Linked DNA regions of Danio rerio: region 1 is linked to region 2. Evidence: chromatin contacts called from public Micro-C data. All regions are on one chromosome and are shown on one strand. The core of a region is the stretch at or near the end of the contact, and the rest is flanking DNA. Distances in the headings are between cores, read along the strand shown.

Region 1 (5,380 bases), core at 1,627-4,126, 44 kb before region 2:
TCTGGAGTAATTTTAGAATATTTATTATTAATTAAACCAAAAGATTACACATAACTTGTTTTAGTGTTGTTGTATGTTTTTTTTTGTGCAATAAATGTTTATTAGGAAAATCGATATGATTGCATTTCATTCATTCATTAATTTTCCTATGGCTTAGCCCCTTTATTCATCAGGGGTCACCACAGCAGTATAAACTGTCAACTTATCTAGTATATGTTTTACACAGCAGATGACTTTCCAGCTGCAACCCATCCATACACACTTATTCACACACATACACTACAGCCAACTTAGTTTATTCAATTCACCCTGATTGCATGTTATATATTGTACATTTATCATAGGTTTTGCTGTGAATAAAGCCAATGCTTTGCTGATAAGCCATTAAAACATGAATAAATATATGTTGCTTTAAATGTGAATTAATAGTGAGTGATGTGTTTTATTATGATGCAGGCCTCAGCCAATCAGAGAGCTGGCCGTGCAGGCAGAGTGGCTGCTGGGAAATGTTTTCGGCTGTACACTGCCTGGGCGTTTAAACATGAGATGGAGGAGACCACTGTTCCTGAGATCCAGAGAACAAACCTGGGCAATGTGGTTCTGCTGCTCAAAAGTCTTGGTAAGAACGAATGAATTAGTTTTTTTTTTTCATGTGTGTGAATAGGAGTAAAACATACCTGAAATATTAAGACACATAAGCAGTATTTAGATATGCATGAATACCATTTCATTTAATACAAAACATTTAATACTTAAAAGTACCTGAATTTAAAACATATGGATTCAAGGCATAGAAGGCACTTAAGATCAAACATAGATCCTTGAAAGTGCTTGAAATAAATATGAAATTAAATTTGTTTGTGGTTTTACTTTAACAACTGTGATCAATTTAAAATCGAATCTCTATTAATAACGCTGACAAACAACCACATTTCATCAATATTTCAGAAACCGCATTTCAGTATCACTTGTATTGAATTCAACAAATTTCTTTAAAGTTCTTTAAAAAGGACTTTTTTAAACTTTACTCTGACGTTTTTTATGCAAATTTATATGCAAATAAAATGTTAAGTACAGTAAGGACTTTCATGACGCTACATATTCAGGGGTGTGAATTACAAGGGTGCTTTATTCAAAATGAATGACGCTTTAAAAAGTCCCTGAAAGTCTGTTCGGAAAAATGTGGGAATCCTGTTTTAAAGACAGTTTTTTTTAACAAGTATGTAAAAATTAGGACAGTTGTGTAGTAAAGTTGTAAAACTATTTTATGCAAGAAAAGTTTGAGATTTCAGTCTGACAAAAAGAAGTCATATTTTATCATGTGACTTTTGGCTGAGAATTGTTAGAGGATCATTTTTAGCTGATGTGATGCACCTGGTAAAATATGTGTGGACTGACTTCATAGACTTAAAAAAAAGTTACTTATGTTGTTTATTTACTGTATTTAATTGATCAAAAAACAATATAAATTGTAAATGTATGAAATATTTTCACAAAGTAATGGTTTTCTAATTTAATATATTGTCATTAATAATATATTCTTTTGATAGACTACATATTTGACCTCATTAGTCATCAGTGTCGCATGAATTTTTACAATTCATTTGAATATTAGGATTTAGTGGTTATGACATATTACTTAGTATCAACAGGGTATCCGTGGAGTCTTAAAGTCTTACTTTTCAAAAAACTAATTTTAGACCTTAAAGTCTTAAACTTTTTATTAAAACTTTTTTAAAAAAAAAGTTAATTTAATTTAATTTAATTTTTTTTATTTTAAAAAAAAAAAATTTTATTAAAAAAAAAATACACAATTCCTCATGATAATAACAGCAATATAGCCCCTTACATAGACTTCCACTTACATAAAAACTATTCACTGGAGTAAGTGTGAGTAGACATAATATTTAGAAATAGGCATGAAACTTAAGGTATTAAAACAGAAACCCATTAAGTTGAATAGGAGTCATTTAGACCAAAAGCAAACAACGATATATTTTTAATTATTTGAGTAGTTTTCTTCATAAAAAAAATACTTTTAACAATGTTAAACTAAGTTTTTTTTTAACATAATGTGTCAAAACAACTGCAGTTTTCTTGTTTTGATGAAAATGTTTTTCTTGTTTTGATTTGATGAAACTTGCAGAAACCCAGATCAGTTTTTAAAATGTATGTGCATCTATATTTAAATGGTTTACATGCAAATCTCCAATTACAGTGAGCATTTTTCTTAGCCCCTTACGTTTGTGTTCAGTTATTTCACATTGAAAGTGATGAAATGACTTAATCTAGACATAGGATTTTGCATCTGAACTCTTCATATTTTTGTGAACTCCTTTCTTTTTTCTACAAAATGTAATACTTAAAAATTATAATGAATTTACTGTCACTTTTAATAATATAAATACATCCCTGCTAAAGATTTATACTGTCACCCATCAAGGATACAGTATAATGATGACAACGTCTGAATGCTAAAAGTACATCTAATATAATCACCCCAGACTAGCTGGTTTTAATGACCTAGAAAGTTAGCTCTGAATGACATACACACATGCTTACGTGTCCAAATACTTGGTGGTGTCATTGTACTAAAGTATTAATGTTACATGCCTTTGTAGTTATTTTTATCTTGATGGATCGTGTCAGTTTTAGTAATTGAATTGTTCACGCATGTGTAAAAAGATCTGACCCTCGTTCTTTTTCTGAAATCAAACACACATTGTGTACATAAGATCTAATGTGTTTTTTTCCTTCATCTCTGCTGCAGGCATAAATGACCTGATTCATTTTGACTTCATGGATCCTCCTCCTCATGAAACTCTGGTGTTGGCTTTGGAGCAGCTCTATGCTTTAGGCGCCCTCAATCACCTCGGCGAACTCACTAAGGTGCGATTAAAAAAAACACACACATTAAAACGCTTTTATAGCCATATAATTATTCTGTATTAGATTGTGGTTTCAAAAAACATGTGGTTTTCTAAAACCTTATGAACTTGGTTCACTCAGAATTGTGTTTACTATAAAAAAAGACATAGACGGGTGGGTGTCAATCAGGTCAAGCCATTACAATGAACTGTTCAACACAGCATATTAAATAGAAACAGATTATTGATTGGGACATCAATTCTTTTCAAGAACTGGAATTATTTTCAAGAGCTGTCCCTTCCTTATAGGATTGAGTTGTAGAACTAACTAGCTCGTCTTAAGCCCTGTTCACAGTGACTACGTTTACATGAACATCCATAATTCGATTTTATTGCGTTTAAGACAATACTCTAAGAGTCTACCATGTAAACAGAGATTTTTATTAATTTAATTATCTTAAGGTCATAATTGAACTAAAGAGAAATCAAATTTAGACGTGTGGAGTATGCTGATTTTAGTCGCATTATTGAAGTGCAGTACAGGCATGTAAACACCTTAATCGAACTATTACCGTCATGTAGGACTTTTTGTCGCGTTTTGCAACAGGATAGTCCACAAACACACCCACATGGCTGTTTGACTCTCTACCCCTCTCTGTGGTCTGCACCTACCCAGTCAGTGCAGACCACAGACACCTGCATTGTGAAATGCGAAGGCTTTTTTTCTACCATTCAGCATGCGGTATGAACTTCCATTTAAACAACACTCTTTCAGCAGTTCATAGTTGCATCCAATATCTCGCTTGTCACAGGGGTGTGCATGAAATGTTCGTGAATGAAAGTGAAAATGCCAAACTGCAGCGAAAAATTAAAAATGAAACACCTGGAATTACATGCAACTTCGGAGGAAATGCGAATTGCGCCGTGACGCAATGATGCTAATCGAATTATGTGCTGTAACATGTAAAAAGGGATCATGAAAGTAACACTCAAAAAGCAACTCATGTAAACACCTTAGTCTTATTATTGTCTTAATTAGATTAAAGCAAATAAATTGATTACTGATGTCCATGTAAACGTAGTTGCTGTGAGATTTTAACCACGATTTTGTCATCTGAGTCAATTTTGGAAAATCCTAAATGATTCCTGAAATCCCAGGCTAAAATCTGTGATCTTTGATCGTTGGTTTGACATGTTTACAGACAGCCGCCTAATGCCCGTTGCAATCAGATTTTTCCTCAGATGAAGTTCTAGCAGTGTCAGAAGATTTCAGACTCCGAATTTGATGACGCAATCCGTGCGACAATTCAAATGACTGCGGGGAAATGTCAAACAGTTTTATCCTCCTGGTTTTGTCATTGAGACACGGCGTGTGCAATATTGCCGCTACAGATTGTTTACGTTTGCTGTGAGGAATCATTTCAGAATGCGGGATAGTGAATGTGTCACAGATGGATGAGGTCAAACTTCGGGGATGTTTTCTTTTGTTTTTGGCGCTATTACATTGTCGTTCAGTCTGACTTTATGACTGCTGAGATCTTATAGTGCGACATGGGAGCCATATTCGTGCACTCTGACATGCTACAATTGTTCAGGATTATAAAAAAATCGCACGGTGTGAGCTGGCCTTTATATGCAGATAGGTAAGCTTATCCTATACTATAGAATATGGTCCAACTGCTTAAAGGATTAGTTGACCTAGAACATTTAATTTCCTCACCATTTACTAACACTCAAGTGGTTCTTAACCGAATATCCAGACGTCACGCTTTCTTGAAATGTTTTAGGAAACTACTTAAGACTCATCTTTTTATTAAAGCATTTCATTTATGATTTATCACTGTCATTTTTAATGCAATTTGTAATTGTGCTTATTTATTGTTTATATTGATTATTGTGGTTTGTCTTATTTTTTTGTCTTCAGTGTTTGGCACTAGCTTAACTACATTTCTCAGTAGCGTGGCAATAGTGTCGCTACTTTCTAATTCCAATAATTTTTCAGTAGCGCAGTAGCATCCACAAAGCTAAATTTACAGATCGCAGACTAATAAGTGATGGCACTGACATTCACAGAGCTGTGAGGTCGGTGTCTATCAGGTGAGAGTAAATCCATATGATGGCGAGAAGGACAATTTCTTCTTCCTGTTTCGCTGTTGTTGACAATAAAATTTTTGGTGTGTTACTGCCACCTCTGGTTGGTGACATTGCCAACCAAATTAAGCTAACACAAGAAACTTGCTTGATGGAAAGATGATGACTGTGGGAGAGGAGTTATTTCTGAAGCAGGATTTTGTGGACTGGTTTAGCATAGGTTTTTTTAATGTGGAAAATGTTTGATTAATCACTTATGGAAATCTTCCAACGTCTAGCTTGTACCATCCAGGCCTTTGATCAATGTTAATGTCATCAAAGAAATTGGCTTGACACAAACAGAAAGCTGACAGGTCTGCTGCGCCAGTAACATGACTGAATGCACGTGCTTCAGTCCACTCATACTCATGCAGTGGATTATA
Region 2 (5,672 bases), core at 1,360-3,859:
TGCCTTTTACAAAAATGGACCTGTCTTATTTAGAGAAGGAGAAATATGATGAGAGCTTTGAGAAGGAGGTTTACGCTGCTTCACTTGTCACATTGGAGGACTTAAAGAGTGGTAAACTGTCTGGATCTGGCCCATTTCGGGTGCAATATTCTAGTCCGGACAGTTTTAAAAGTTTGGCTCGCAATCTCGGCGTAATGGACGACCTGAAATCTGGAGTCCCAAGAGCTGGGTATAGAGGAGCAGTCAGCTTTCTTTTACGTGGGAAGAGGGTTTATTTAGCTCCACCTGCTGGTTGGAGTCGGTATGATCCAAGCTGGAGTTGAGGTGGGCTGTGCCTGCTTCACATTTAAGGTGCAAAGCACACTAAAAAAATAATAATATTGCATGTAAACATCATTCCCTTCACAGCATTGATGAGATTAATTATCATTGTGCTGCTTTATGATGGAAAACCTCATTGAAGGGGTTTCAGGATGAACGCGATACCAAAGATTATAAACAAACCAACTTGTTGCCTCAGGTTTCATTATCATGTCTCAATGGTAGGAGTTATACGATCATTTTGATTAGTCAAATCATTAAACTGACAGAGCTAATAAATGAAAAATCTTATAATGACATATTTTTCACACAGTGAGTGTTTGTTCAGGAACAGAACTTGAGTGTAAAATGTGTTTTAAAAAGTAACACTTATTTTTTTTAACTGTGAAAACCGATCTAAGTGCCTATAAATGTAGGAGATTGTTTGATTAATTTCTGTGTACTGTCTTTATTTGATTGTGTGTATGGTTTATAGCGCTGTGATTGCATTTTGTTGGGGGAAATCATGGTATTTTCGATTGTTTTGTGTTTTACTTCTGTGCTGGGATTTTGTTTGGGAGGAAAATACAGTTGTTACATTTAATTGACTCTTTATTTCTTACCCATACAACAATAATAAAAAAATCTATCTATCTATCTATCTATCTATCTATCTATCTATCTATCTATCTATCTATCTATCTATCTATCTATCTATCTATCTATCTATCTATCTATCTATCTATCTATCTATCTATCTATCTACAGTGTTTATTCTGTCTGTCTATCTATTGTCTGTATTATCTGAAGATGATATAGACACTATAGATCAGGGGTCACCAATCCTGGTCCTGGAGGGCCGGTGTCCCTGCAGTGTTTAGCTCCAACTTGCCTCAACACACCTGCCTGGGTGTTTCAAGTATACCTAGTAAGACCTTGATAAGCTTGTTCAGGTGTGTTTGATTAGGGTTGGAGCTAAAATCTGCATGGCACCGGCCCTCCAGGATCAAGTTTGATGACCCCTGCTATAGAAAAATAGATGTTTTAGATAATTTAGACACAAAAGATACTACTGTAGATAATCTTATCTATCTATTATGTGTCTTATGTCTATTATCTACAGTATATATTTTGCTTTCATGTCTTCAGTGTCTATATTATGTACAAGATCAATTTATCTATCTATAGTGTCTACAGTATATTATCTATAGTAGTGTGTATCTTCTGTCTATACAGTCTATGATCTATCTATAGTCTATATTATTGACAGTATAGTGTTCTATCTATCTATCTATCTATCTATCTATCTATCTATCTATCTATCTATCTATCTATCTATCTATCTAGTCTATATCATCAACAGTATCTATCTACCTACAGATAGACTACTGATAGATATATAGATAGACAGACAGACACACTGTAGATAATATAGACTATAGATAGAGAATTGGAAAGAAAGATATTATGGATAATATAGACACGAAAGATACTGTAGATAATCTATCTTATCTATTATGTCTAATGTCTATAGTACGTTATCTACAATACTGTTTCTATTTAAATATAGTGTCTATCTATCTATCTATCTATCTATCTATCTATCTATCTATTTATCTATCTATCTATCTATCTATCTATCTATCTATCTATCCATCTATCTATCTATCTATCTATCTATCTATCTATCTATCTATCTATCTAGTCTCTATAATATCATCTACAGTATCTGTCTATCCACACACATTCATAATTATATATTTCTGTAGAATGTAGTCATTTATTCGATTTATATATATACTTATTATATATACTAAATTAAGCTTTCTGGCATATGAGATTCACCAAACAAAAAGTAATGTTATTTTTAGCCACAAGTTAACTACGTCACCGGAGCACTCCCACGTTATGACGTATGTTGCCAGAGCCACGGCTCTGACGTTAACTACCGTAGCTCAGGCAGTCCTGAAAGGTTTGATTTCGCGTTTTCTATTTACCTCACTCGTGTGTCACATTTCGTTTCGAGCACACAGTAGAGGAATGCTGTGTTAAATATGGGGTAAATTTGAGTCAAATGAATGGACTTATTTGTCATTTTAACTCTATATTTAATTTCCAACCACTTTCAAACTCATCCGTCCGGTTTATTTATGTGCTGGTTTACAGCAGCAGCGTAAACAAACCACCATGGAGGAAGAAAAATATAGTTAAAATACCTTCAGACGAGAGACTTCAACGGTACTTCTCTTATTCGCTTTCGATCTGGTGGTTTTCTACTTTTTAATTGAAATTATTTCATCCTGAATTTCCGGAGAGGCCTGTAAATGGATCCAGCGGCTTTGCGTGAAAGTCCTGCGGGTTCAGGGGCTGCTTTGGCGGAGGAGAGAGGAGGAAATCGGGCGCCGGAGGAGGAGGAGACCGGTGAGGGACGAGAGGCTGATGGAGAGTCCGAGGAAACTGACCTTGAGAGTAGAGACTCCAAATGTCCAGATGAAAACTCACTACATGGAAAACTGACTGAGGAGGAACTGGATCCTAGAATCAAGGTAATGTTTATATACTGACACAGCACTGTTCTCTGAAGATATTCATTCGTTTTTGTAAACTATTTTGCACTAACGTTAAAGTTAATACGCTAATAACGTTAAAAGAAAGAAAAAAGAAGGAGAGAAAGAAAAACAAAGAACAAGAGCATGTATACATAACTTTTACGTTATCATGGAGAAGATGAGTTTAGCTTATTAGGCAACGTATATTCACAGTTCTGATCGCTTTACGACTTGAAAGTCCTTTAAGAGTTTCAATATATATATATATTTTTAAATCAGCCTTGAAATGGAAGATGTTAGGCTTCCTCTCCGACCATTTACACTTGTGTGTATGAAATTTGCCTAACAGATTTAACATAAACAGGAGATTCTTATCTATATCTTTTTTATCTATGTAAAATATTTAAAATCTTTTTTCTTAATAATAATTCCATGACCACTTAGTATATTTAAATAGACATTCAACATCAAACCAGAAATATCTAACATGCACAACTTTACTATCAAAAAACAAATGCATAACAGTGTCAACATCCATTCCACAAAAAACACACGATTCAGAAAGATCAACTTTATACCTCTTGAGAAACTGGTTGGTTGGATCTATTTTATGTGTAATTTTAAAGTAGGTTTTACTGACTTTATTAGTGACACAGTATTTGTTGTTGTAAGTCCAGGTCAAGTTCCAATTAATATTCTGAAATTGGTTATTCCAAAAGTACTTGTGTCTAAAGGTTGCAGGACAATAACCAAACTTTTAAGAAATGTATAATTACAGTTTCTATTTTGATAGATAACATACAAGAGCCTGCCTATAAAAATTAGATAACTGAATGGCCCGGGAGCTTATTAATTTCAAAGTCACACTTTAAAAGAAACTCTATACCACTGACTTTTCCAAAAATAAGGTTTGGGATTATATACCATGTTTTATTTTTATGTTTGATATAATGTTTAATCCAATTCAACTTAAAATTGTATTAGAAGTATCAAAATGAAGCACATTCAAACCTCCTTGATTATATGAATTACATAAAATATTTCTATTTAAATAGTGAGGTTTGTTTTTCCATATGACATTTGACATCCCTGAATTTTTTTTTTTAAATAACTGATTTTGGTACATCTAATACTTTAGCAAAATACACCAATAGTGATAGACCTTCAGTTTTTGACGAAAAAAAAAATATATATATATATAATAAAGAGGTAATAAAAATAATAAATCAAAGTGCATTTTTGATAAATGAATAATTTGAATCCCATTATTATCACACCAGTTTCTAGGTCACACTTCTTCAGATTAAACCAGCAACCTTTAATGAGTAGCCAAGATAAGGTACCTATCATTTACTGTGTTTCTTTGTCCAGGAGGAACTAGAATGTCTAAATGAGACCAGCGAGGAGATCAACAAGATGGAGCTGGAACTGCAAGTATGTGGACATTCAGACAGTGCACTTTGGACAATTCTAACTTTAAGGACATTTTGGATATTCATTTACTTCAAAATATATGCTTCTTGTTGCTCATTGTAATTTACACTCACTTTTATCCAATAAGACTATAATCTTTTTTTTTTTTTTTAGATGTACTTGAGATTAAAGCTGCAGCCTTTGTGCTACTAGCTTAGCTTGATTATTAAACATTAGTCAACCAACACCCAGTTTTATAATAAATTTGATTAAAAGTATTATATTATATTATATTATATTATATTATATTATATTTTGTTATGTTATATTATATTATATTATATTATATTATATTATATTATATTATATTACATTATATTATATCACACTGTATAGACATTTTTATTATAAGATAAAAATATAATTTTTAATAATAACATTTTTAGTATATTTATTACTATTTGTTTATTTATTTATTTATTAATAAACCACAAGAATCAACAAGTTTCTTCACCAAATAAGTAAAATAAAAAAAAGTTTCAAGTTGGTTTTAGTTTATGTTTTTCTTAATAGTTTTAGTTATGTTAATAATACATTTTAATAATAATTTAAAATGGTTAATGAAATATAATATAATATATTATAATGTAATGTTTAAAATAATTTTATTATATACAGTGCCCAGCATAAATGAATACACCCATTGCAGATTTTTCTTTTTATTTATGCTTTCTGTAGTATGTAATACAAAACATTTACTTGTTTACATTAGATTAGTTAGTACTGAAACCAAAACTGGAGCTTATCTAACAAAATAACTTAAGATCCTAGTGCCAAAAAATTGTACAGCCCAACAAATATGTGAGGGAAAAACCCTAAATAAATAAAAAAAAGTCGAAAATATTAAATAAATAATCAAGAGATCTGTAAAGAATATTCAATTTAGTTGTGTAGTTAGTATTTTTTTTTGCAAAACTTTATTTGAATTTAGATGTATGATTTTTCTCCTAAATATTTTAGATGACCAAACAACTTTTTTATTGATTATTACTGTAATAAAACTGTTTTGTATCAATACACCCAAAATATATTACCTATATTTGCTGAGAAATTTAAAAATATATATTCTCTTAATAGTATTTTTAAAAGTTGTTGTATATGATGTGTTTTGGTGTCAGTACAGCAGGATAAAATTTTACTTTTAAACTTTTTAAAGTTTTATTGGTTAATAGCTGAAATAAAAAGATTTTAAAAATTGTTTCAGTTTAGTAAACCACAATAACTCTGCCACTAACCCATATAGTAAAGATAAGATATGTTTCATATTTATCATTATGTTCTAGATGCCCAATAAGATTAACAGTCATGATGTATTTGGCTTGATGAACACATTTTATTTTATCAATAACC

The links. Hi-C and Micro-C count contacts between places; a contact is called where the count stands out from the background.
Region 1: a contact with region 2 is called in a Micro-C map of caudal fin, with 3 times the contacts expected there. The contact joins the enhancer-like site here to the promoter of sh3bp5la in region 2. A contact is called at or near these places in 3 of 18 Hi-C or Micro-C datasets (caudal fin, hematopoietic stem cells and an unstated tissue).

What each region holds. Positions count from the first base shown.
Region 1 is chr15:37,536,702-37,542,081 of GRCz12tu, reverse strand. dhx16 (DEAH (Asp-Glu-Ala-His) box polypeptide 16) reads left to right here. Exons shown (of 21, transcript NM_200024.1): 15 at 457-619; 16 at 2,771-2,889. Among named protein-coding and RNA genes, the nearest start is that of rnf183, 18 kb to the right of the region's middle. Within about 2 kb of position 2,876, at least 2 of the 62 cell types and tissues checked have an H3K27ac peak or open chromatin away from gene starts, as enhancers often do. A contact at or near this core is called in caudal fin, where this site is marked.
Region 2 is chr15:37,491,758-37,497,429 of GRCz12tu, reverse strand. sh3bp5la (SH3-binding domain protein 5-like, a) reads left to right here and starts at 2,609. Exons shown (of 6, transcript NM_213160.1): 1 at 2,609-2,846; 2 at 4,221-4,283. The coding sequence starts at 2,625. mgat1a (alpha-1,3-mannosyl-glycoprotein 2-beta-N-acetylglucosaminyltransferase a) reads left to right here. Exons shown (of 2, transcript NM_200676.1): 2 at 1-753. The coding sequence ends at 323.